7 separate regions of the Mus musculus genome follow, and all the other regions are linked to region 3. The links are chromatin contacts, called in public ChIA-PET, Hi-C, HiChIP or PLAC-seq and promoter capture Hi-C maps. All regions are on one chromosome and are shown on one strand. Each heading gives the region's core, a stretch centred on a gene start, on an enhancer-like site or on the middle of the called end of the contact. The rest is flanking DNA. Distances are from core to core; before and after follow the strand shown.

Evidence for each region. Promoter capture Hi-C pulls out the DNA fragments that hold promoters and counts their contacts. A called contact is a pair of places that touch in the nucleus more often than the background predicts. ChIA-PET counts read pairs in DNA pulled down with a chosen protein or histone mark. HiChIP or PLAC-seq counts read pairs in DNA pulled down with a chosen protein or histone mark.
Region 1: an RNA polymerase II ChIA-PET map of memory CD8 T cells shows a contact between it and region 3, with 14 read pairs. The contact joins the enhancer-like site here to the promoter of Slc25a51 in region 3. A contact is called at or near these places in 13 of 39 promoter capture datasets (the 3T3-L1 cell line, 3T3-L1-derived adipocytes, the C10 cell line and 8 more), 5 of 484 Hi-C or Micro-C datasets (CD8 T cells, cortical neurons, forebrain and 1 more), 7 of 115 datasets of contacts at active chromatin or transcription factors (T-cell acute lymphoblastic leukemia, bone marrow-derived dendritic cells, embryonic hindbrain and 4 more) and 1 of 9 other capture datasets (pancreatic islet).
Region 2: a contact with region 3 is called in a promoter capture Hi-C map of pre-B cells, with 5 times the contacts expected there. The contact joins the promoter of Pax5 here to the promoter of Slc25a51 in region 3. A contact is called at or near these places in 5 of 39 promoter capture datasets (the C10 cell line, hippocampal neurons, pre-B cells and 1 more) and 1 of 115 datasets of contacts at active chromatin or transcription factors (the 230-238 cell line).
Region 4: a Hi-C map of uterus shows a contact between it and region 3, with 3 times the contacts expected there. The contact joins the promoter of Trmo here to the promoter of Slc25a51 in region 3. A contact is called at or near these places in 3 of 484 Hi-C or Micro-C datasets (CD4 T cells, CD8 T cells and uterus) and 2 of 115 datasets of contacts at active chromatin or transcription factors (cardiomyocytes and embryonic stem cells).
Region 5: a promoter capture Hi-C map of second pharyngeal arch cranial neural crest shows a contact between it and region 3. The contact joins the promoter of Tmod1 here to the promoter of Slc25a51 in region 3. A contact is called at or near these places in 8 of 39 promoter capture datasets (the 3T3-L1 cell line, cranial neural crest, embryonic stem cells and 5 more), 6 of 484 Hi-C or Micro-C datasets (adipose-derived mesenchymal stem cells, cardiomyocytes, cerebral cortex and 3 more) and 6 of 115 datasets of contacts at active chromatin or transcription factors (embryonic forebrain, embryonic limb bud, embryonic midbrain and 3 more).
Region 6: a contact with region 3 is called in an H3K4me3 HiChIP or PLAC-seq map of bone marrow-derived macrophages, with 2.7 times the contacts expected there. The contact joins the enhancer-like site here to the promoter of Slc25a51 in region 3. A contact is called at or near these places in 6 of 39 promoter capture datasets (the 3T3-L1 cell line, 3T3-L1-derived adipocytes, embryonic stem cells and 3 more), 1 of 484 Hi-C or Micro-C datasets (cortical neurons), 8 of 115 datasets of contacts at active chromatin or transcription factors (T-cell acute lymphoblastic leukemia, astrocytes, bone marrow-derived macrophages and 4 more) and 1 of 9 other capture datasets (embryonic stem cells).
Region 7: a promoter capture Hi-C map of pre-B cells shows a contact between it and region 3, with 4 times the contacts expected there. The contact joins the promoter of Xpa here to the promoter of Slc25a51 in region 3. A contact is called at or near these places in 9 of 39 promoter capture datasets (the 3T3-L1 cell line, 3T3-L1-derived adipocytes, erythroid cells and 4 more), 4 of 484 Hi-C or Micro-C datasets (CD4 T cells, CD8 T cells and uterus) and 8 of 115 datasets of contacts at active chromatin or transcription factors (bone marrow-derived macrophages, embryonic forebrain, embryonic hindbrain and 5 more).

The regions. Positions count from the first base shown.
Region 1 is chr4:46,150,463-46,153,687 of GRCm38.p6, reverse strand. It overlaps Ncbp1 (nuclear cap binding protein subunit 1), which reads right to left. Exons shown (of 23, transcript NM_001033201.3): 6 at 2,928-3,049; 7 at 1,603-1,672; 8 at 563-778. Among named protein-coding and RNA genes, the nearest start is that of Ncbp1, 14 kb to the right of the region's middle. Within about 2 kb of position 1,592, at least 21 of the 459 cell types and tissues checked have an H3K27ac peak or open chromatin away from gene starts, as enhancers often do. A contact at or near this core is called in CD8 T cells and memory CD8 T cells, where this site is marked.
Region 2 is chr4:44,708,771-44,712,143 of GRCm38.p6, reverse strand. It overlaps Pax5 (paired box 5), which reads left to right and starts at 1,450. Exons shown (of 10, transcript NM_008782.3): 1 at 1,450-1,781. The coding sequence starts at 1,736. RefSeq lists a promoter at 1-1,218.
Region 3 is chr4:45,407,019-45,410,457 of GRCm38.p6, reverse strand. It overlaps Slc25a51 (solute carrier family 25, member 51), which reads left to right and starts at 1,692. Exons shown (of 3, transcript NM_001009949.3): 1 at 1,692-1,763. Gm46852 (a long non-coding RNA gene) reads right to left here and starts at 1,068. Exons shown (of 3, transcript XR_001784277.2): 1 at 981-1,068.
Region 4 is chr4:46,387,170-46,390,907 of GRCm38.p6, reverse strand. Trmo (tRNA methyltransferase O) reads left to right here and starts at 1,471. Exons shown (of 5, transcript NM_001347095.1): 1 at 1,471-1,590; 2 at 3,166-3,340. The coding sequence starts at 1,515.
Region 5 is chr4:46,037,732-46,041,045 of GRCm38.p6, reverse strand. Tmod1 (tropomodulin 1) reads right to left here and starts at 1,824. Exons shown (of 10, transcript NM_021883.2): 1 at 1,737-1,824.
Region 6 is chr4:46,084,157-46,087,734 of GRCm38.p6, reverse strand. The region is part of intron 4 of Tmod1 (tropomodulin 1); the gene reads right to left. Among named protein-coding and RNA genes, the nearest start is that of Gm52729, 8.9 kb to the right of the region's middle. Within about 2 kb of position 2,069, at least 56 of the 459 cell types and tissues checked have an H3K27ac peak or open chromatin away from gene starts, as enhancers often do. A contact at or near this core is called in bone marrow-derived macrophages, where this site is marked.
Region 7 is chr4:46,194,634-46,198,267 of GRCm38.p6, reverse strand. Xpa (xeroderma pigmentosum, complementation group A) reads left to right here and starts at 1,957. Exons shown (of 6, transcript NM_011728.2): 1 at 1,957-2,219. The coding sequence starts at 2,048.

The DNA of each region.
Region 1 (3,225 bases), core at 343-2,842, 740 kb before region 3:
CCCATCCCGCAAAGGCGAAGAGCAATGACTGGCAGCTGGAGCCAACCTCTGGCTACCCCAAGCACACAACACACCCCTACCCTACAGCTAAAACTGAGCCCTCACTAGAAGAGTCATTGTTCAAGGTATCTTACATGTGATAATAATTTAACCTGCCTAGAGATACAAGGACAAGGCAAAAGAAGGAAATTACTCCCATGTGGGCCCAGGTAGTATTTGCATGAAAATGCTAGCTAACTTGACTCTCAACTTAACCCTCTAGACTGTTAAAACAATGAGATATAAGTTTGCTGAATTAAAACACTAAATTGATTTCCAATCTTCTTATGTTACAAAAACAAAAACAAAAACCTGAAGTTTCAAAGGTAATTTCAGAGCTGGGCAAAGTGGTACAAGTCTGTAATCCCAGCTCCTGAAAGGCTGAGATCCGAGAATTTGTAAACTCAAAGCCAATCTGGATTCCAGAGAAAGAACCCTGTCTCAAAATATTAGTCAAAGGAAACGAAGTCACAAGTGCAGCTTCAGGCCAGGCTTTCCCTGGAGGTGTCCGGCACTCACGTACTTCTGGGTCGTCTGTGTAGTCAAACATCCTGAAGATGACCCTGGGCATCGGGTACACGGAGTCCTCTGTGTGGGGCGGCGGTGTGAAAGGAGGCAGGTTGTGCTGCAGAGCTTCACAGAGGATGCTGTCAAAGGCAAGGTAGGGTCTTAGGATGTGCCTCTCCTGCCACCGGTCTTTTTTCAATTTCTGAATCTGGGCCCACAGGCAATCTAAATACTAAAAAGAGATTTTAATGTTTAATAGATACATTTTGGCTAAACAATACAGAAAAGCCTACCATCTAATGCACAGCAAAGTGAACTAGTTTAGTATTTCATACAGTAGTAAGGAATGGTATTAAGTTTCTGTTTTTATTTAAAATCTTAAATTACATTAATGTGCACACACTTGCTACAGAGTCACATGTAGGTCAGAGGACAGCTCCTGTCAGGTGTTGCTCTCCCTTTGTAGTCCCCAGCTCTATCTCAGGCCACCCTCAACCTACTGAGCAGACTCACTCTCCTGTAGCCCCCAGCTCTCTCTCGGGCCGTCCTCAACTACTGAGCAGGCCCACTGTCCTTTCTACTGAAGCAGTTTGTTTTCAGAAGCACACCTGGAGTTGTTACTTGAGTATTTCGATATAAAACTTGTCAAGTCTTTGGAAATTGGTATTCTAAAAAGCAAGGGGCTGTTTCAATTACATTCTAACATCTACTAACTAGCCCCTCTATGCTTCAGACTCTGAGGAAATGAACTCCTTGCTCAAGTATTTAGAAACCCAGCTAAGACGTACAAGTACAACAGGCTGAACATTGTCTGAGGTTGTAGTTTTACTCATTTGTGCAGCACACAATCCACAGAGCACATACGAGCTCAGAGGAAAACCTTTAGGAATCAGGTTCCTTCTTCCACAGTGTGGGTCCTGGGAACCCAGTGCCGGGCCAGGTTGGCGGCAGCACCTTGACCCACCGAGCCATGTCACTGACTCAGTTTAAGCACGTTACAGAGGTAAGAATCTACTCAAGAACTAGGTTTACATTACAAGATGGAAATCAGTTCACCTCTTCCTGTGGATGTGGTTTGTCGGCAGTCCAGACTTGTAACATGGGCACGTGAGTCTTCTGGCGTCTTCTAAAGATAAAAGGAAAGTCTACACTTAGGATTTAAAACGTAAAAGCCATTCAATGGTTCTCGTGATTGACTAAAACAATGAAAAACATTTCTGTCCATCAGATCAGCAGATTAACATTTTTGATAATGGCTTACAGATCATCAGGATATAGGTATTTCTGTATCTCAAACACTGATGGCAAATCTGACGATGTCTGTCAAAATCTCAACTGTTCTGAATGTTTACCCAACAATGTCATTTCCATGAATTCATATCCCCATAAATACAGCTGCAAATATATGTGCACACATATACACAAGAATATTCCCATCTTGTTTATCGTACCAGGAACCTGCACAGAATAAATATCCACATAGTGTGGACTAATAAAGAGAAATTATGTCCTATTTCAAAAAAATAATAATAATACTGTTAATAAACCCAATCAGATGGAACCATGTGCTTTTATATAACTGCAAAGAAAAAAGCATGGAAATAAGTGCATATGCATGCAAGTAAGTGTTCACACACTGTGTTACTGACATCTGTGTAAGATCAGCATGTGTCTCCACAGTCACATTTACATGCACACAGATATGTAAAAAAAGTCTTTAGATGTCATGTTCATTTGCACCAAACAAAGCAATGTTAACGGTATTCAAAGAAGTATGACAGAAGTCGGTCTATGGAAGCCGAAGGAGCTCAGGGCCATTCACTGTCTAATGACATAATTGGTGTGAACTAACTAGGGACGCTCACTAATAAGGCCCATTGTTTGATTGGACCTAATAAAATAAAGCTTGTTTTTCACACTGGCCTGGGGAAGGGCTTGGCTTAGAATTAACATGTATGAAATAAAACTGTGCCAGGGCAGTGCTCCTATTCAGAACACATCAGTAACATGTCTGAACTTCTGCCAGTCAACTCAGTAGCCTAGCAGAGGGGTAACTTTGAGCCACAGGTGACTCTGAGCTTACGAACACTAGAACTCTAGCTAGAGGAGCTGTTATACTGCAGTGTTCTATCATGACCATATGAAAACAGCTTAAAAGACTCGTTACCAACTTGTCGCTCTAACAAAGTACTGAGGTCTTAGTGAGTTATGGCAGCAGGAGAATGAAATTAAATGAACATTTTCTATAACCTGATGGTTCTGTTTTGTTTTTTAAAAGTGGAAATGAAGTGGTGTTATTGCCAACAGAGAACTTAAGGCATTTATTGCATCAACAGGACATCTTCATGCAAACAAGGAAGCACGGGCGAGCGAGGCCTTACTTGAGATAGCTTTCAGTGGTGGAGAAGATTCGGTCCATTTCTGCATCTTTTTTTTCATACAACTCCTTTCCAACCCAGGGCAAGGATGACAGAAACGCATACACATACCAATCCCGTCGCACCTGAACAAGTTTAAAAGGGCAATTAAAAAAAAAATACATGCTAGTCAATTTTATTTATTAACTATTCTTTCCATGGTTAGATGGTAGGCAAGCATTCTATAACTGAGCCACACAGCTCCCCCCATCTTTTTTATTCATAAATGCAATACTGGGGAGACTTTTTAATAGGGCTTAAA
Region 2 (3,373 bases), core at 201-2,700, 700 kb after region 3:
TGCAGGGAGGGGTGGCACAGGGGACTACGCAGACTACTTGGTGGGGGTGGGGGACTCCCGGGAATCCACAGCCACGTTTCCAATTGTGGCGAAATCTGCTCAGTGAATTTGCGATGTCCGGTGCCCACTGACCCCTCCCCCTATCCTCGAACTCTAGGCTCTCTCCCCTAGGTTGCAGCCCAGCCTCGTGACCACCCCCCTCCAAAAAAAAAAAAATCAAACAAACACTCTCGGAGAGCGATTCACTTTCCGAAACTGCCATTGTCCAGTGGCCCTAGAGCGCTCACCCGCCCTGGAGAACCTTCCCCTGCGACCACCCCCGCAACGGGGCTCTATAGGCTTCTCGCGGCCAAACCCAGCCGCTTGGAATTCAGACTGGGGAGGGAGCAGAGTAGAGGAGGCTTGAGCTCGGACGGCAGGGAGCGAGGTTGGACACCACACCTTTACCTAGTTCCTCTGCAACCGATTTTCTCTCTGGAAAATCAAGTCTGGGAACTCGGGGATGCTACAAGGTCTCTTGGCCCGAGGGCAGTGGGATTCCATTTAGGGGCCTGGGTAAGGTGTCCAGAATTTTTGCCTGTTCTCCGAGCCTGCTAGGATGGTTCTGCTTGGCCCGGGTGCTCCAAAAGCAGAGGACCGGGTTTTATCAGCAGCTTTCCGCTGAACCTCTGGGCTCTGGGGTAAAAAGGGTCGAGTTCTAAAGGGGAGATCTGGGACCTGGTGGCTGAATGGGACCTAGATACTGTAGTGATCTGAAGCTGCCCTGGAAGATGAGCCCAGCAGACCTATGGAGGTTGCAATTGAGTTGGGGGTGGGGTAGTTGGGAACCCCGAGGGCGGGCGCCGCCCTAGGGGTGAATCTGAGGATGCTGGAGCATCCCCTGTGGTTGACAATTGTGCTAGTACAGGGTTCAAAACCACTTGCTTGGCAGAATTGTTCTTTCTTTAAAATAAAAAAATGGGCCTACTGGCCCTCACAAAGCAGAGTTTACATGTAGAGCAAAAGCGCACAGGGCCGCGACCCCCAGACACAGGTTTGGAAGCGGGTACGACCCTGTGACTCAGGTTCTCCTTCCCCTAGGCGCGCGACTAACGCCGGGCCGGGCGCAGTCTGAATCTTTCCTTCCCTGCCCCCAACCCCCTATAAAAGTCCAAGGCGGCACCGAGGCGGCATTGCTGCTCTCTGGGCCTCTTGCACACCTTCGGCCAGGCCTGGTCCGCCCCGTCTGGCACGCTGGGCAGGCCGCAGAGCTGACACCCTTTCCCTGGTTCTTGGCCCGCAGTGCGGGGCGGTGCGCCGGGGGCGCGACGTGTCTGGGGACATCTTGTGATGTTGGCGAGAACAGGACATGATCTCACATGGCGAGAAGCTCTTTAGTTCCTTAATCATTTCACGGTGCCTTCGGACGCTTTTTTTCCACCTAAAACGTTTAGTTTCAGCTCAGTGATCAGCTACCCCAGCTCGGCGGGGGAGCGGAAGGCTTCAATTATTCCGACTTGTGAGCGGGCCCCAGCACCAAAAAAAAGAAAGAAAGAAAGAAAGAAAGAAAGAAAGAAAGAAAGAAAGAAAGAAAGAAAGAAAGAAAGAGGAAAGGAAGAAAGAAAAAGAGGGAGAAAAGAAAATAAAACAAAGAAAGAAAAAAGAAAAGAAAAAAGAAAGAAAAGGAAAAAAGACACCCCAAAAAAAGTGGAAACTTTTCCTCGCTGTCCATTTCATCAAGTCCTGAAATATCGAAATGGATTTAGAGAAAAATTACCCGACTCCTCGGACCATCAGGACAGGTAGGAACACCGCGAAACGGGATTCATCCATGCTTACTCTGGGACACTACCCAGTGCTAGTATCCATGCTAATATCCATGCAAGAAGAAAGGTGTGTGTGTTTGTGTGTGTGTGTGTGTGTGTGTGTGTGTGTGTGTGTAGTTTTCTCAGGAAAAGGCCTGTCCTTCTACAGTGCGTTCACATGGTTTTCACTAGTCCGTCAAGGTGTCTTCAAGGAGGCCTGTTTTCTTTGGTTTTGTTTGATTCTGTTTCTGATACTTGTGTTGGTGTTAATCTGGAGATGTTCAAGTTTGGATCTGTGTGCTCACTTGAGGAGATCAATGTGTGCAGGAGTTTGTGTTACCCCAAATAGGTGTTCAGTTTGAGTTTGTACGCCTGTTGGCATCTTTACTAGCTTGTATCTTGCCTTGAGCATATTAGCATGTGTTTATGAGTTAGTGTTTGTGTGCGTTCTTTTTAAGACTCCAAGATGTGTGTTTGTGTAAATTCTGTGTATATAGTTTGATAAGCATCTCACTCACTGGACATCTACTGCTTAAGAGGTCTGGTCATCTCTATATCCCAAGTGATTTTGGAAGTAAGAAAGAGGTGGTTCTCTGACCCCTCCATTTTTGGATGTCAACAGCTGCCCAATGTGTACATACCAATACATACAAAAGTGCTTGTCTCTAGCACTGGTATAGCTCTGGGGCCTACTAGGGGTATAGTATACAACACATGTGCTGCCAGGCCTAAGTCTTATAATATTGAGAGATAGAATCAAAAGTGATGTGAATTCAGGGCAATTAAGCTCTCACTGTGCAGTGTGCACTGTCTCATTAGTGTAGTGTTGCATTTAGCATTTGTGTACAAGGGTCTCCTACAGCAAGCACAACTTTGGTAGGTAAGAACAGTCTGTGGACTACTGATGACATTTTGACAGTGTACACACACACACACACACACACACACACACACACTCCAATCCCTTGCCTTTAGGCTGTCACCTAGATTAGCCTCTGACATTGTGTGTGTATATATGTCACACTGTATGCTCAGGCTTTGTCCTGTGGGTGCTGCTCCAATGAAGGAGAGCACAAGTGGGTGGGTATGTGAGCCTAGCCTGGTCATTCAGCTGGGGTTACTGTATGTACACAGGCCTTCTTGGCACAGTGCCCCTGTGCCTCCCAGAGGCCCATGCAGTGGGTAGCAGGATATGTTTATGTTTGAGATGTGGCAGGGCAGTAGGCCTCTGTCTATGCTAAGACATAACATGGTATGCCATCCTGTTTTGCTCCTTAGACTCTTGGGCCAACCTGTACACTAACACTCTGAGCAATGGCAGGAAACCCACTTTTCTCATTTCTGGGTTATCTATGAGATCTCAGTTCTACTCAAGCCTTTGATAAAGTCAAGAAGATAAAACTTAGACCACCAACCCAGGGTGACTTCCTGGCATAGCTCTGGGTCCAGAAAAGCCATGATAGAAAAAAAAAAAAAACAAAACAAGTGAGAGCAGGAGCCAGAGGAACATCACTGTGGTGAGAGTTCAGAGGCAGAAACCAGGATCTCCATTCCCTTTCCATTCTTAACTCCCAGACAAGCTTCCTTTC
Region 3 (3,439 bases), core at 443-2,942:
CAGTCGAGCTGAGGTCTGAACCCCGGTGGTCATAGGATAGGGAAACTCTGGCGGGGTGTGGGCCTTTTTTCCCTTTTCCCACTTCCCCCGGGCCCCGTTTTTTTGTTCCCACACCTTCTCAAGGGGAAAGCCTCTCATACTTCTGCTTTTGTAGGCTTTGGGTCCATCAGACTCTGACCTCCCTTGGAGGTACCTGCTGCACAGCTGGCACCTCCTCAGGGAGCCATGACTGTACGTGTGGCAGAGGACACTAGCAGTGTGGCCCAACCCAAAATCAGGAACTTATTTTAAGACTTGAGGGTTGGGTGCTGGAGAGGTTGCTTGGTCACTCAGTTAAGAACATACACTGTGCCGGGCCGTTGGTGGCGCACACCTTTAATCTCAGCACTCGGGAGGCAGAGGCAGGTGGATTTCTGAGTTCGAGGCCAGCCTGGTCTACAGAGTGAGTTCCAGGACAGCCAGGGCTATACAGAGAAACTCTGTCTCGAAAATAACCAAACCAAACAAACAAACAAACAAAAAAAGGGGCTGGGGACTTAGCTCAGTGGTAGAGCGCTTGCCTAGCAAGCACAAGGCCCTGGGTTCGGTCCTCAGCTCTGGAAAAAAAAAGAAAAAGAAAAAGAAAAAGAAAAAGAAAAGAACATATACTCTTCTTGAGTCTGGCACCCACATGGGACAGTTCACAGCCTTTAATAATTCCAGGATCAAGAAATCTGAAGCCCTATTCTGGCCTCTCTGGGTACTTATACACATGTGCTAACAGTAGAATAAATCTATTTTCTTTTAAAAAAGAAATGTTTTGTAATTTTTTTTCCTCTTAGGAACTCATTGACTGGATCTCTAGGCAAACTTCCTTAAAGGAGGCTTTGAAATACCAAGATTGACACTCCCGTTTGCTGACGCTAGAAGGCGTGGCCTAGGAGGCGTGGTTTCCGACAGCTTCAGAAACCTGTAAACACTAAGCAGGCTGGGTCACCCACCTGGAACGGTGTGTAATGGTGAGATAATCCCAGTCCTAAGAGGCAAGCTGGTCGCACATTCAGGAGTCTGCTGAAGAGCCTGCCCACGAAGGCTGACTTTGTCCTTTCTGTCCACTGACATTTATCGCCTGTGGTTCTGCAAATCAGAACCATTGTTCAAATGTCACAACATGGAGGAACCCACTCATGGAAGAGACGAATAACTTGCCAAAAGTCACTCAAGGGATGTCACGGCTATAATTCTGACCCGGCTCTCCTAACTCACAGCAGGGTTCTCCTTCCAAGACTCCACAAACTGTGTGTGCATCTAAGGAAAAAGAGGCTAGCTGTATGACCTCATGTACAACTCAGGTGTCCTGTGAAGTGCGGTGACAAAGAGCTCTCCACCAAGCTTTGAGATCGCCTCATCAGAAGCTTTCGCGCCTCCACGCACGCGCTATCTACAGCCCTGGATCTCAACAGACTACACGCTAAATGACGCGCTTGCTGTTTTGTGGAACAACGAGGCCACCGTATAACTTCAGCTTAAGTCAGGGGGGCGGGGAGACTAGCGGCACCCCCACAGCCTGGCAAAAGGTGCGACAAGAGTCAGTACCGGACCGGACGCAGTACAAGGCAGCTATAGCGCTACCCAGACCCTGAGCGAGGCAGGGCCCTGGTCACGTGGCTCGACGACGTCCCGCCCCGCCCCGCCCCGCCCCTGCCTGGGTCGGACCAGTCTGCGCCTGCGCGGGCGCGGGCTCGCTCGCCAGCCGTCCTGCGGGCTTGCGCCCCGGGCCGTGGGTGAGTCCTGGGTGGGGTGCGGTGGGGAGCGGAGGCCGCTGTGCTGCCCTAGCTTCGGGCCAGAGAGAAGGGAGGCTTGAAGCAGGGTCGCGGGCTGCCGAGCTCCAGGTCCTGCGCTCTCCACGCGTCCGGGTCCCGGCAGCTGCGGCCCGGCTCCGGCCGAGGGCCCTGTGGTGCTGCGGCGCGCTCCGGCAGGGAGGCGCCCACAGCTCGGGAGATGCAGGCCCCGGGGGATCGCGGTGGCCCGTGGTTCCCTTTGTCTGCCACCCGCGGGATCGCGGCGGCCCGTGGTATCCGGTGGTGCTGGCCATTCCGCCCAGCGCCTCTCCGTCCTCCCCGAGTGGGCAGATGGAAGCCTGGAGAATGCTCGTTCCGAGGCACCATGTTTCATCACGCAGGAAAGAGTCTAAGGCGGGCGGGTGGGTGGGCGGGCGTCAATTGTTCCCTTCTGTGCGGATTGTTGTAGCTAGCTTAGGTAGAGGATGGCAGCGCCTCGGCCATGTTTACGACTTTTAGCTTAACCTTTGTCTTGGCCCCTACAGGCTGCCCAGCTGGTCCTAGTGCCCACCTTCTGGTTGTCAGTTTTTACCTGTTGTCTATTGAGCAGAATGAATTGTGTGTGGAGTTACCGTACCAAAATGGATCTCCGGCGCCTTTGCTTTGAAAGGATTTGAAGACTCGGATCCAGGGCACATGAGAAACCAGAGTCGTCACCCTTAGCGTTTCTTAGGGCGACATGACACTTCTGACAAGAATTGACTCTAGTCTCCTTTGTCAGATAGAAGCTAAGATAATGGGTTTTTTTGTCACAGCTGTTGCTTTGCATTTGCAGTGGTAAAATCCTGCTGTAACTAGCACTTGAACCCTGCCTGACCCTGGTTTTGTATGCTGACTCAGACCTGCTGACTAGTGGGAATTCACGTCTTTTAAGAATTACAGTCACCCTTTGCCCTGTTTTTGGTCAAAGACCTTTGTACTAAGGTCATATCTGGCTTTTGCATATCCCTGTGGGCTGAAAGTTACATTGAGTATTTAGAATTTACACTGTGCTTACATCACAGAAGTTTGACCCTTATTGGATCAAAGTGGATTTTGCTCCCTTGTGTTAGGTTCGGTGCCTTACAGCAAACTAGAGCAGTCGTAGTAAATACATTTTATAGTAAGTTGCAAAAGATTATCATTTGGAAGTATTTAAATAGGAACCAGTTTATCAGAGTTAAGTTAGTGATCTGAGTGTTGTTATAAAACATGCCATGTTTTAAAGTTTATATATATATATTTGGGGAGGGAGGTTGGGGGGCTCTAATGTGCCAAGGCGCTTGAATGGAGGTCAGAGGACAACTTTCCAGAATTTTTCTCCCACCTCTCGATTGAGCTGATTGGCAGTTAGCTCCTTACTTGATGAGCCTTCTAAACTCTTATCAGAACACTGCACACTGTTTTTCCTTCTTGTTGCTGCATTAAGAAACTTGTTACAGGCTGCAGAGATGGCTCAGCTGTTAAAGCTGTTAAGCTCATAACCCAAAAAAAAAAAAAAAAAAAAGACGCTAGTCACACCACCCTGGTAGGCAGGGTGCAGCTGACAGGAATGCTTTAAGTCTGACATCTGGGAGGTTTGCAAAACATTACATTTTAGCTAAGCATAGTGGTGCACACCTTTAGTCCCAGCACTCTAG
Region 4 (3,738 bases), core at 222-2,721, 980 kb before region 3:
CATAAGTTGCGAGCTACTACGTGGGTACTGAGAATCAAACCTGAATCCTCTGGAAACTTGGCTGGTGCTTTGAACTGCTGAGCCATCGCTCCAGCTCCTTTTGCTCCGCTATTTTTAATGACAGATTCCTAGGTCTAGTATCTCCAAGTCTACTTGGTTTTGAGTCTCAGTGGTTGGCAGAGTTGGGAATTAGACGCAGTGAGTGGCAGATCTTGATGGAGGGCAAGCCCCTTTCACTTTTGACTGTCTTATTAACAGCGCCGACTAGTGGCAACTGCAGCTTAGCCCATTTTTACAGCGTGTACGTGTTGCCCAAAGGCACACAAACTTGTTTCTCCAGCTAGACAACAACTCTATCTTCTACAAGAAAAAGGGGGGTAAAAAACTTTTGGAAATTTCATGGACAAAACTGACAGAGGGCACAGTATCAGTTTTAACTTAAGAATTCACAACTTTCTCTCAAAAACCTGTCTCCTAATACTGATTATTTCCTACTAGGGACTTGTTTAGTCAGTGACAACAAACACTTGGAAACAGCTTTTCACGGTTAAGCCTTTAATCCGTGGATTCGCATTTTTTAATATTTTATATTACAGGTAATGTCAGGTGGATTCCCCCCTCTCTTCGAAACCAACAAGATTTTGAAATCCCCAAACATAATCATGTATGCAAAGAGTTTGGGTTAAAGAATCTTTTTTTGGGGGGGAGGGGCGGTTAAAGAATCTTACAAGTGGCTAAAGAGCAGGCAATTGGAGCAGGGAGAGAAAATACGGTTTTTGCTGGCTCTTCATCCTTATTTCGGTTCCAGTGGTTTGGAGCACAAACGTTCTCACTTAATAACTTCTAGCCTAGCTTGCTTGTAACACCTACCATTCTTGATTTTCTTGCCCTTTTCCGACAAATAGTTATTACTTAAAAAGTGGAGGGGAGTGATAAATATAACACGTATGCCCACGTCCAAGGGAAATTTTAAACATTTAACGTCCAGCTCTTGGGCCGCTAGTTGGCTCAGCGAGTAAAGGAACCGGCTAACACGACCTGACTTTGATCCTGGGAGCTACGCGGCCATGAGGAGTATCGGCTCCGGCATTTTGTCATTTGACTTTGACATGCTCCCGCGCACACAATAAATGGAAAAAAAAAAGTCCCAAACTCCAGTTCTTTTGCTATGTGATCATAGATGGACATTCACATCCTTTCCCTTTAAACTCAAGGTTATTTTTGGTCACCGAGGCCGCTTATAATTCAAGGGTATCTTTGCGTGTACATCTTTATCCACATGTCCCACCTTCGGAGGGTATGGTGCAGGCTGTCGCGAGGCCGCCATCGCCGCGTGGTGGGTGAATGATGGGCCTCACGGCGTCCGGGAACCCACCCTCCACGCGGCAGCTCGGCCGCCATTGAGCGCGTTCTCCAAGACCCGGCACCTAGCGACAACTGCGCAGGCGCCAAAGCCTAACGCGCGGAAGCGGAAATCAGCGTTGGGCGCGCGGACGACTCAGCGGCCTGTAACCATGCGCGGCTTGGAGAAGCAGGGCTCGTGTGCTACGGCGGCCCCATGTGGGTGCGTTCAGCCGGCCCTGGAGGCAGGTAACGTTATGGAAAAAGGTGGCGCCGCACCCTAAGCTAGGCGGCCCGCTTCCCTGGCCAGAAGAACGCGAGCCACCTGACGTACATTCTTGTCCTTGCCGCCAAAGTAAGGGTCACGTGTCTCGACGACCACGTGACATGCTAAGGCTAACGGGAGTGACGTATTAGGATCTTGGTACACGGGGTGTGGTCTGGGCTTAGTTTCAGTACAGTAGCTGCGTCGGCCACGTGTGTAGTGTGGTCTTTTTCCGTAGGGGGTTACAGGAAGGTGGGATGTGTGTGACTGATGCCCTCATTTGGTCCAAGTTTCTTCGCCTTTAATCTTTTCCCACCAGTACATGGATGAGGATTTAAAAACAAAACCCCCAAACAAACAAAAACTATACAGTAGTAATTGTAAATATTCTTGGAGAAAACGTCAAAGTTGTCAGAAGCGCACACAATATAGATGGAGAGAGAAAGGCAGTTTATATAGATAATTTACAGGGTGGTGTCAGCTTTTATAGAATTCAAAATGTATTGTTTAGGCTCGAAAGTACATATGATAAGATCTCTTTCTGAAAGGAAGTAAACGATGATAAAGATCAGATTGCAGCTCCTGGAAGCAGTCGACAGAGATGCAAGAAGTGGCACTGAGGTCTTTGGAGTGGCTGGCAGGTGTATTATGCTTTAACTTACATACATACTATATGTGTATGTATGTATATATATATATATATATATATATATATATATATATATATATATATTCTTTTCCCCCCTCTGTATAAGAGTATTTTTGTCTCCACACTCCTACCCTGGAGACAGGATTTTTCTGTGAAGCCCCGGCTGGCCTGTGCTCACTCTGTAGACCAGGCTGTCCTCTTGTTGGTTTAGAGCTTTGAGGTAATGAATTAGAACCTCTAAGAATCTCCACTTTGTGCTGCCCTCTTCTTGTGGCAGGAAGGGTTCTGGGTATACCTGAGCTACACCTAAAGACTTTAAAAAAAAAAAAATTGTGTGTTCGTAGCTCTGGCTTACCTCCAACTCAGGGATCTGCCTGCCTCTGTCTCCCAAGGATTTAAAATAGGTCTAATACATCACAACAGTAAAAAGAGTTTGTATAAGCAAAAAGCAAGGAAACATATTGTGAGAGTTAGTGCTAGATCTTACTGGTTGTGCTAATAAGATATAATAGGATAGATAGGTTTGATGCAAATTAAATAAAATGGAGATCTGGAGTGTCCCTATAAAGAACATAAAAAGAAATAATTATAAATTATAGTTTATACTGCATAATATACAATCAACACATGTATTAATATAATTTATGAATTTTTATGACTATAAGTAAAAATTGAGGTGGGTATGCTGGTGCACAGTTGTGATCCCAGCAGTTAGGGGATGGGGCTAATGCTGGAGGTGTATACGTTTGAGGCTGGCATGAGTTACATAGCAGGACTTTATTTAAACATGATTTTAATAGTTGTGTTGTACCTAGATTTTAGAACTATGAAGTCAATACTGAGAGGAAAACATGTTTTCTTACCTCTTGGACCCTTTGAGTAATGATTCTCATCCAGTTTTCTTCCATAGGGAATCTTTTAACTGAGCCAATAGGGTACTTGGAATCATGTTTCCCAGCCAAGATTGGCACTCCAAGGCAGCCATCCATCTGTAGCCACTCCAGAGCCTGTTTGAAGATCAGAAAGAACATCTTTAATAACCCTGAGCATTCCTTGATGGGCCTAGAAGAGTTTTCTCATGTTTGGTAAGTCGTTTTCTGGTTAGAAGTGGCAGCTCGGGCCCTGAGAGAGTGTGACAAATGAAGGCAGCTTTGAGGTTTGTCAGCTATACCACCCTCGTCTATATATATGGATTATGTATGGATTCCCATATTCAATTTGTGCATTTGATTGTTTGCATACTTGGACACCATTAGGAATTTGTGATTCACTGACGGAACATGTTTTAATACTGCTTGTTTTAATTATGACGTCTCTCTTCTGTTTAGCTTTAACTAAACACCTCCTTGATTCTGCCTGTGGGTCATTATGCTGGTCTCTAGAACAAGACTCAGCAGACTGTGGTCTGTGGACGACACATGGTCTATTGCTTACATTATACATTTATGGGATCACAGCTGTGCCGACTGTAGCAGCATTCTGT
Region 5 (3,314 bases), core at 575-3,074, 630 kb before region 3:
CATCCTGTCCACTAAGGTCATTTCTCAAGGTCACACTGAGTGGGTAACAGAGCCGGGGCTGGAGCTAGGGGCCTGAACTCCTGGCCATTCCCTTTATTGCTTAGAGCTGACACCACCTAGTCCCTGTGTTCTGTAGTTAAGCTGCAGCCAAGAGCCCTGCCCAAGAAGGGAGAGAAGGTGTGAGACTCTGATAAGGTGGGCTGGGCTATTTTTAGAGGGCTCTAACTTCCCACTTAGGATGCGAGGCACCCAAGAGCCAGTGGCTGTCTAAACCGTGGACTGCAAGGCTAGCTCATTAGAGAGCAGATGCCAGAGTGACAGGCGCCCTGTCTTCACTCTGCCTGTTTGTTGTGAGGTTTGAAGTCGGTGAGAATCTTCCTATTGGGTGATTCCCCTTTCACTCATTTATCTGTGAAGCCCGGAGATAGCTTTAGAGAAAACGGAGCGATCTTCAGGATCTATTACTAGACTCTCCACACTATTACTCCAGCCTGGGAAAGTCCCAGACATTAGCAGATCACAAAAGAGGGGTGCAGAGTCCCCAAACCTGCCAGGAAAGGTCGGTAGAGACAGGAAAGGCAAGCAGACTGCAGTGGGGGTTGGCATGACCTTGAGCAAAGGGTTCTGAAGCCCTTACAGGGGCAACAGTGGGACCCAGGGTGAAAGATAAACCCTGTGGGAGGGAGCCCCCACTAAGAAAGAACCCAGAATCTGGGTTTAGAGTCTGGCTCTGCCAGGTCTTCGGAATCTCATGGGGAAAGCTGAGAGAGGTAACTAAACAGAGAGCTGGGGAGGTTCCGGGTTAAGGGAGTTATCACAGGTGCCACACAGGGAACTGAATTGCCTGAGCCTGCCCAGTTCATTTGGTCACTTGTTTTGCCGAGGTGCTGCTAGCAACTCAGCCTAGAGATGCTCCCAAACACCCCAGGCACACTTCCCAGGCTATTCCGAGGGCCACAGTGGGTCCTAGGCCAGGATTTGAGTTCCAAGAGCCACCAAAGTCTCTGACTTTTGCAGCTGTGTCCTCAGCATCCTTACCCTGCCTGAAACTGCAGAACAGGTGCAGGGGAGTGTAGGCAGTTCAGAGCACGCCCTGGCCACTCTCGTGGCCCCGGGTACCATCTCTTTGAAGGACCCTAACTTCACCTTACAAACAGGAAAACGAGATCCAGAAAAGAAAGGAGGGTTGCCTAGGCCGCCCCTCAAACTGGAGACAACCAGTGGCCTCCTGCCTCTACCTGGTTGCGCGCAGCGAGGCAAGCGCAGCTGGTGCTTTAAACCTCAGCTAGTTCCAGCAGTTTGGGAAACTTTTCAGGCGCCGGCCAGATCGGTGCTCAGAGGACTCAGCGTCCCCCGAGCGTGTATCCCCTTCCTCCCCAGACTCCCAGGAGGGCTCGTGACCAGCTCACAACGTGCCAATGCCCAAGGCACCCCGGGCGGCTCCCAAGGTCCCCGGGAGACCAGGTCTAGTGCCCCGGGCGCCCTGACTAGGGTTGGGCGCATCAGGCTGCAGGGACGCTTAGCGCCAGCGACCCGATCATCAGGCTGGGGAACCGGACCCCGATCCCCGAAGGCCACCCGAGGCGGCGGCTATTTATAGAGGGAACCGTGCTCAGTCCCTTCTCAGCGGCTGCGACAGCTGAATATTTTGCCCAGATATGGCTGCGCCCCGGCGCGGCGGCAGGGAGCCCCGCGAGGCCGAGGGGGACCTAGGGATGGCGGGCGGGGGGTCTTACCGGGATGCGGGGTGGCGCGAGCGCGGGCGGCGGCAATGAGCGGAACGCGGGGCTTGGCGAGTTCCCTGGCGGCCGCGGGTGGGAAGCCGGGGGCGGGCCCTGTTCTGCTGTCACCGCGCCCCGCCCCAACCCGCCGCCCTCCCCGCCCTCCTGCTCTACCAGGGGCGACAGGGTGCTGCGCGGTCCCCGGCCTGGGAGCAACACTCGCTATTAGGATCTAGGGCCACCCCAGCCCCGGAGGCAGGGGAATGTGTGGTTCCCTGCCTTGTTCTCGGTTTCTCCAACTTGATTTTATGCTACGTTGGAGGTATCTGGACAAAGTCGCGCAGATCTTTACTCTCGTCTAGAATGTTCCAGTAAAGTCAGCACAGCTACACCTAGCTTCCTTTGAAGAGGCAACCTGTCCCCTCGGCCAGGACTGGCACGGGCCCAGGGCTTAATAACCATCTGTGGACGTGCAATTCCAACGCAGAATTGAACGCCTTCTCCCTACACAGCATTGAGACTGGAGCGTCCGAAATCACCACTTAAAATAATCGGAATGAAAGTTCCTCCTTCTTAAAAGGCTAATGTGTTCTCTCCAGAACAAACCACTTAAACCCAAACCGAAGCCTTTAAGTGTTTCAATAAACAAACGGCTCCTACCAACGAATCCAAACAGGCACAGGGAACATCTCCGTTGGATTATCCTACCGTATTTTTTGGTGAGGGAAATCTTAATTCCTAGATGCCTAAGGAGAAACGCTGAAAAGTATTTTCCTAATGCATTACTGTATTATAAAACCCTCGCCCTATTAAGAATGTCCTTTTCAAGGGAGAAGTGGGGTGTATTTTTAAACAAAGCAGGGACTTACTATTCCCAAGGACTTATTTTTAAGCGTTTTGTTGTGGGTGTAAATACTTTCAGGGCACATATTAGTGTGTAGCTTTCTGAATTTTATAGTAAGAACACCTGTGCAAGCCAACCAACAGCCTGACCCCGCTCCCCAGTCACCCACCTCTCCCTTCTAAGACACTGTTTTGTGGACCCTTCCAGAAGTCTTGCCCTTATTGTCAGGTTGGTGCCTCTTGCTCGCTGCTGAGGCTAATTTGTGACGCACCATTCTTTCCTACTGTTCAATTTATAGGTTTCATCCCCAGCGAATTTACCATATGAACATAATATGGTATTTCCATATGAATGCATCCTATTTTAAAAGTGTACTTTGCTAGTAGTGGAAATTCAGAATATTAGTGTGGCTCAGATTATTCTTTCTCATGGTCTGCAGGAAGCTGAGTTGGAGAGTTGAGTCTCTAGGAGAGATGAGCAGAGGATTAATGCTACTTGCAAGTGGTTCCCACTTAAGTTAAACCACTTCGGTTTAACAAGAATTGCTACATTGTAGCTACACTGGTAGAGAGGAGCCGCATTCATTGAGGCTTTGATCCACAACACCAATGCCCTGTGTTCACATTTGCTGACACCTTTTTGTTTATTGGCCAGCTGGATTTTCTTTTTTTGTGAAGTGTTCGTTCAAACTTCTTGCCTATTTTTACCGAAATACCCAATATATCAACACAATATGGACACATACCATA
Region 6 (3,578 bases), core at 820-3,319, 680 kb before region 3:
TGGTGACCTTGTAGAGGTCATTTCCTCTTTGGGATCCCTGGGTTTCGAATCCACAAAACAGTGTGTGCTTGAACGCCTAACTCTCACCTTCCCGAGGGACTTGGCAGTGGCTCAGCGATTCTTACATTTTTAGCCTTCTTCTGAGTTCTAGAATAAGCATTCTGGGGACTGTCAACCACCCTCCCACACCTACCGGGGACATGGTTTGATAGGTGACTCCGCAGAGATGCTCCTAGTATAGAAGGCAAAAAGTACTGTGTCTACTGGACCACCAAGAGCTCTAATGTCTAAAAGAGCCCCTCACCTGGAGAATTCTGGGACTAAGAGCATATTTGGAGAGATGGTTTTTACGTGCTGATAGCGGGCTGAAGAAGGAAGGGCACCACTTGGCAGATCATAGGAAATTTGGGTTCCTGAAAGGAAGGAAAAGTGGGGGCGGGGAGAGCCTGGCTCAAAATCGTCATTACTAGCCTAGTGGCCCTAGGAACACAGCGTGGCTTTCTCTCTGGCTTGTTTTTGTGCCCCCAGGAGCGTTCGATGCAAAGGAAACCCTGATGTCTTCTGTTGCTTCCTTCTTTGTAGGTCTCAGCCGATTGTTAGCACCAAGGAACTTGACTTTTTTTTCTCCTTTCCGCCCCCCCCCCTTTTTTTTTTTTTTGTAGATCTTCCTCAAAACTCGAAAAGGACTATTTTTGAACTCTTAAAAAAGAACATTGAGTTCAGTTTCCTCTCTCTGTCTTGGCAGGGCTCCTTCCGTTTGTGAGTCCACTCAGAATGCAGTGTGATCAGTGTACACACCCTCGGCTTCTCCAGCTGTTGGGGGCTCGCGCCACCCTGGGTGGAGTGGGGGCTGAGAGCTGTGTTCTCACATCCTAGGTACTGGCACTGAAGCTGGCTCTGGCCCGGAACCCGGGAGCTGGCAAACTGTTCCAAGGCGAGGCACATTCCTTGACAGTCTCAGAATCAGAGCATGGGTGCTTAGAGACATGGAAGCCACCAACGACCTGAGGGCAGCCCATTAAGGCCTGGCCCATTGTCTTTGGGAGGTGGGTGCTCCCTGCAAAGGGTGGGAAGGGTGGGTCTCCTTCCCTCATTCCTGTCCTAATGCAAGGGTCTCTAAAACCCAGCTGGGACAAAATCCTTGAGTGAGTCTAGGAGACGTTGCTAATCTCAAGAGTTTGAAGCTGGCTCCCAACGTCCGGTAAGCTAAAGTCATACATAGGCCACAGGTCAAGACCTTTGCATTGCCAGAGTCTGCTCTGCATTGCAGAACTCACATTTCAGAAGTCACATATTTCTGACCTGTCCTACTCTTGGGCCCCTAAAGGCAGAGAATGGAATCCATTAGTCCTAGCAGATGGGTGTTCCATAATGTATATCAACTCAATGAGTTAGTGCGTGGACTGTCAACCATGTACCTCTCTTGTGTGACCTCTTGGTCAGTGCATCGCATGTTCTGTGGCTTCCGACAGGCTCCTGACATCTCCAGGTACTGAGGCTCCTATGTAAGCACCTTCCTGACCTGGATGGAAGCTCTCACTGTGCCGGAATGTCCCACCTGAAGCTTCCTCTCCCCTAACATGCTGTCCCTAGATCACCCTCACTTGTTTGACTTTGTCTTCCATGTCTATTTCCTGTGACCCTATCATTTAATCCAAGCGCCTCTCTTGCCCTCTTCCTGTCCCACTCACAGTGGCACTCTTACTCACTCATTCCATGTCTCACTGGCCTGTGTAGCGCTGCTCCGTGAGGACAGAGTGGTTTCCTCAGCACCTTAATTTTGTTTTCATGAGCACCAAGTCCACAGCTGGGTACACAGTGGGTAGGAAAGCTGGGTAACTGGGACCGTATGTGAGGGACCTAGTGAAGACTTGGTTCGTGGAAACATCTTATGGAGAGAACATGGAGACCAGAGGCAGCCTGCAGACCCCTCACCTCTCTCTCTGGGCTTTAGAGTCTATCTATCCCTTCCTGGGCAAACTGTCGCCTTCTGGTGGGCTGACCACACCAATGCCTCTGTCGATCCAGGACAGCTTGCTTCCAACTGCCTGGTTCTGCTTTTTTACCCAAGGCCAAAAGCCTGGCATCATCTCAGCCCCTTGACTCTCTCCCAGCACTAGGGACAGCTGGTGTCTTGGTGTAAAATGGGGACAATAATAGAATTTACTTCATAGGATTTGTCACGGTCAACAAATCCAGTGCTATGGTAGAGAGCTGCTTACACAGCACCTGGGACACATTTGTCACTTAGCAAATGTTCCACTGCCACCTTGTAATGGCTGAAGCGGAATGATAGGCACTGAAGGACAGTCAGTTAACTCGGGTGGACACACAGCCTCCCGATCCTTCCCCGCCATCGCAGGGGCCTGGGATCTTAGACAGATCCTAACAGTCTGCCAAGAACAACAAGGAAAATGTTTTCAAGAGTGGCTGCAGACGCTCAGCTCAGCTGAGGGCTGCTCTGCTGTGGCTCATGCTGGGGCAGGAGCCTGCTCTGACAGTGGTCATTTACTAATCCCGCATGCCCTAATGAGGATAATGTTGTTATGCAGGGACTCGGAGGAGGCCCCAGATAAATACAGCTCCTGGAGAGTAAATAGAGACTGGCAGGGCAAGGTATCTACTCTCTCAGTTGCACAGATTAACCAGAAGTCAAGGGACATGATGGGGAAGGTAGGTGGTTGAAGTATAACAGGCACACTGAAGGATCTGGTATGGCTCTGTTGGCATCTTCCATGACCCACTGAGCCTTGTGAGGCAAACCTGGCTTCTGAGAGGCATGGCTGGGTTCCTGTTGTGACCAGTTGTCCCTTCACTGCTGCTTAAGAGTGACAACCATTCTCTGGATCCTGCCACCTTTGTCCTTCACAGTTTCTTTCTGTTGAGGAAAGGGCTGTCTGGACTAAGAGGCTACCTGCCTGCTCTGTCTGATCTCTCCTCGGGTCCCTGTGACCTGGCTTTCACTGCCACCACCCACGATCACCCGTCCACAGTTTAAATCACTGCCCAGCAGCGCTGCTCACAGAGGAAAGCCCCTCCTCCCACCTCCATGCCACCGAGAGCCACGCATAGCACCCCGAGAGGCTGGCAGACTGGGTGCAGCTTTGTCTGGCCTGGGCTTCAGCTCTGCGGTCTCGGGCAGCCTGAAACCCTTTCTGCCTTCTTGGCTCTCTTACAGTCAGTCTGCCTGGCTTCTCACAGTCCTTTGTTCCTTTGCCCACATGTGACTGGCTGATGGGCCCCATGCTAGGCCTGCCTCACTCCATTCCTGAACCCAGACTCTGCTTGCCTTGTGTTCTTCCTGAGGCCTGGCCTCTCTGACCATGTCCAGGTGAGACCTCCTATAGAAAGCTAGGCTATCATGCATGGCTACTTCCATCTGGGTGGCCCATGGAAACTCAGATGGTATGGGTCCCAAACGGAAAACAGTATTTCCTCCACTGCCTCCTCCTTTACTGAAGACACAGAACCCACTGGGTCTCTGGGGCCAACCTGCCTTTCTCCCTACAGTATACCACTCCCAGCTCACCTCTGTCATCCCTCCCCTCTCCTATGCCACTGGTCTGCAGTAATTCCCA
Region 7 (3,634 bases), core at 708-3,207, 790 kb before region 3:
GACAGGTGGTCATGTGACCAGACCAGATTAGACCGGAAGCTCCAGGAGAGGAAGAATAGGACTAATTCATTGCTGTGTGCTGGGTCCTCAGCCCGGGAGCTCTCAGTGACATGAAAACCTGCTCAAAGACATGCTTCTGTTGTGAGTGGGTGCCAGTGATGGCCAAGGTGACTGCATTTAAGGGCCAAAACCTCAGGGAATCAGAGGAAAAACAGCCCAGTCATGCACACAGAGAGACAGTCTGAGCACGGCCTCTGTCCGTGTCTTACCCCATCTTCCTGGATTCCCTTTTTCAGAGTCTACTTTCCTTCAGTTCCATTGGGGTTTCAATGCTCTCTGTCCTTTACGCAGCTTCCTTGTTTAGTCAGGATCTGTCAGTCTGGGAGGTGAAGGAGGTATAATGTGGGAAAGTGGATACAGTCATGGTTTCCTCGAGACAGGATGGGAAGAGGCAAGGACAGGGCCCCTGGTTTGCTGTCCCTGCCCTTTTTCCTTTTGTACCCCCACCAAGTGACTCATGTGTTTTGCTCTGAGCAAACCCGTAGCCTTTGTCACCCAGTGGAGTGTACAGATGAGGGCGAGCACTCTTCCTTTCTGAAGAGGGAGACTGCTTTGAGCTGAGGCGCCAGCTCACAGTTCAGACCTGGTTACCTGAAACTCTATCACAAAAAGTCCCTGAGCCAAAGGAGAGGGAGTTAACCTGGAAAGGAAGAACAAGTTGCCAAGAGTTTCAAAACACTGGGGCTCAGGACGCACCTGAGCCACACCCTGCAACCTGTCAGATTCGGTGCTTTGTGGGGGAGAGGATTCTGAGCACTGGCCACTCTCAGAGGTTATTTTGGGGGAGATCCTGTTACCTCATTCCCTCAGCCACCAAGCCAGAAATGTGCAGAGACTGTGGTGGTCATCACAGGTGCTGCCACTTAAGGTTTGGTGCTACCCAGGGGTGGGGTGGAGGTGGGGTTCTTTATAATTCTGGTGCTCAGATTCCCTGCTCTGGCCAGAAAATACATCCACAGAGTTGCACAATCATCAAGAGTGTCTAGTTCTAGAATTCTCATCACCTCAGGAGGCAGCCTCATACCTACAGAGGAGCATCTCCTCCTGGTTACTCCTTAGCTGCAAACTCTAGGAACCTCTGGACTGCTTTCTGTTATGGCGGGCTTGCTTATTCTGTGAGTTTCACATAAACATATGCATTTGTGAATGGCTTTTTCCTCTTAGAGTAACATTTTCAAAGTTCAGTCATGTCGTAGCATGGACCAGCGCTTCATTTTTCTCATGTTTGAAGAAAAATAGTTCATTGTATGGTAATACTATGCATTGTTTAGCCATTCAAAAGTTGATGGACATTTGGGTAGATTCCAGCTTTTGGTTTTCGGGAGCAGCTATGCTATGAACAAGCCCCCTGGCACATCGGTCCAAAACACGGGGAGTAACAATGTGCATTTCTTTTCCAAAGCCATCTTTGGAAAGATGGCTCACACAGGAGGAGTCACTGCCACATCACGTTTCCCCCACTGGATGAAAACAAGGGTTTCATTTGTGTATAGAATGGCCAGTCTGTTGTCATGGGGCTGTCTGGCTCTCCATGTGGCTATGGCTTTGGCTCTCTACCCATGGCCCGCAGCTGGGTTTGGAGCTCATACCACGTCCCACTTTTCTCTGTTGCCTTCCTGTTTTCTCATGCTTTTTAGCTGTCACACAGCCATTCTTTCCCAATGCTCTTTTCCATGTTCTCTTTACTTTTGGAGACAGGGTCTCATGTAGCTCAGGCTGGTCTGGAACACAGGGATGACTTTAAAGTCCTGATTCTCCCCCATCGCTTAGTCCGGATTGTTTGTCAACAAGTGCACTATCATCTCTTCCGCCACCACTCCTCGGCTGCGCAGGCGTACTGCCTCGCCCTTCATAGGCTTTTCCACCAGGACTCCTCGACTGCGCATGCGTAGCTCTTCTCCTTGCCTGGTGATGGAGTAGGGCCGGGTACTTGTGGCTCCGCTGTTCACCAACAATACGCGTTCCCTTCCTACGGAGTGTGTAGGCGATGGCGACGGCCGAGGAAAAGCAGACGTCACCTGAGCCCGTGGCCGCGGACGAGCCCGCGCAGCTGCCGGCCGCCGTACGCGCGAGCGTGGAGCGGAAGCGACAGCGGGCACTGATGCTGCGCCAGGCTCGGCTGGCTGCGCGGCCCTACCCCGCGGCGGCGGCCACCGGAGGTGGGGTCCCCTCCACGGGCGCGCGTAGGGCCTCCCTCCCGCGGGTTTGTGACCGCATCCCGGGCCTTCCCGCTGCGCCTTGGCCGCCCGCTCTGGCTCGGTGTGCGGGAACAGCCGAGCACGCCCGCGTCTCTGTGGTCCCTGGCCTTCCCTGTCGTGCCCTTTGCCCGGCACGTCTATGGTGCAGAGCTTTCAGCCTGCGCCGTCTCCCAGGCCAGCACCCAGCAGAACTGACCCTGACCCAGTCTTTTACATGGGCCGCGCCTTCCAGGGCTCAAAGTAGAATAACACTCGCAGAGCCTAGCACTTGGGAGTTACTCTATTGTATTCTTATGGACACCTTGGAAAATGGAAAGGGCAGGGCTTGGTAACCCTGTTTTACTGAGTGGCATGTTGCCCTGGGTTCATTTTGGCTATACTTGGCATTTTAGGGTAGCCCCTGTCTTGCTGTTTTCCGGTTTTAATGTCCGTTGTGCTTTAGGCTGCTGGTATTGCTCTTTGGAGTAATTCACCCGAGTTATTTCTACAAAAGTAATTTACTTCTTTTCAATCCCTCTTTCACAACTCCACTATATATATATATATGTGTGTGTGTGTGTGTGTGTGTGTGTGTGTGTGTGTATGTATATACATATATACATATACACACATATGTATGTATATATTTATATATATATACACACACATATGTGTGTGTGTGTTAAGTACTTGTTTTGGCAGCAGGTATAAATAATAATGCGTATATTTTATGGCTGTTTGTACCTTTAGACTTGCCATTGAATTTGATTTGTTGCTCTTGACCAGCAGAGCTGGCTTGTAACTAACTAGCTTAGATTTGAATCTTTCAAAATAAATCGAAAGCCCTTACTTACCATTTTGTAAAGTAAAAAGTACTTTTCATTATCTTTGTTGGTTATAGTGCAGATCTTGTAAGTCCGAAATTGCACCCTCAGTTTCTCATTATTTGTAGGCGGATGGACACTGTTGGATAAATGGCTTACCAATGTCCATCTACCTGCTGGCAACGTCTAGAGTCATGAGAGTTTCTACAACGTCAGACAGCCTGGCAAGTGCAGAGACAGTATAGTTCAGTTCCACACGAGAAGTCCAGAGCACTAGGAAAGCTAGAAGTAGCCGAAGTAGTAGCCTGATTGCTGGGCCTGTGACCAGAGCTGCTGGGGAGGCTGAGACAGGAGGATCTTGAGTTCAAGAACTGCCAGGGCTAGAGTTCCAGGTCGGCCTGAGCAAGTTAGGGAGGCCTGGACTCTGAAAACTAGGAGAGCCATGGATGTTTCTCAGTAGTCAAGTGCTTGCCTGGTGTGCTCAAGACCCTGGGTTGGAAAAAGAAAAATAGCCGAAGTTAGGCAGGGTCGGTCAGTCTACCTGGTAAGTGTTGTTGCCCTTGGAAGCAAGTG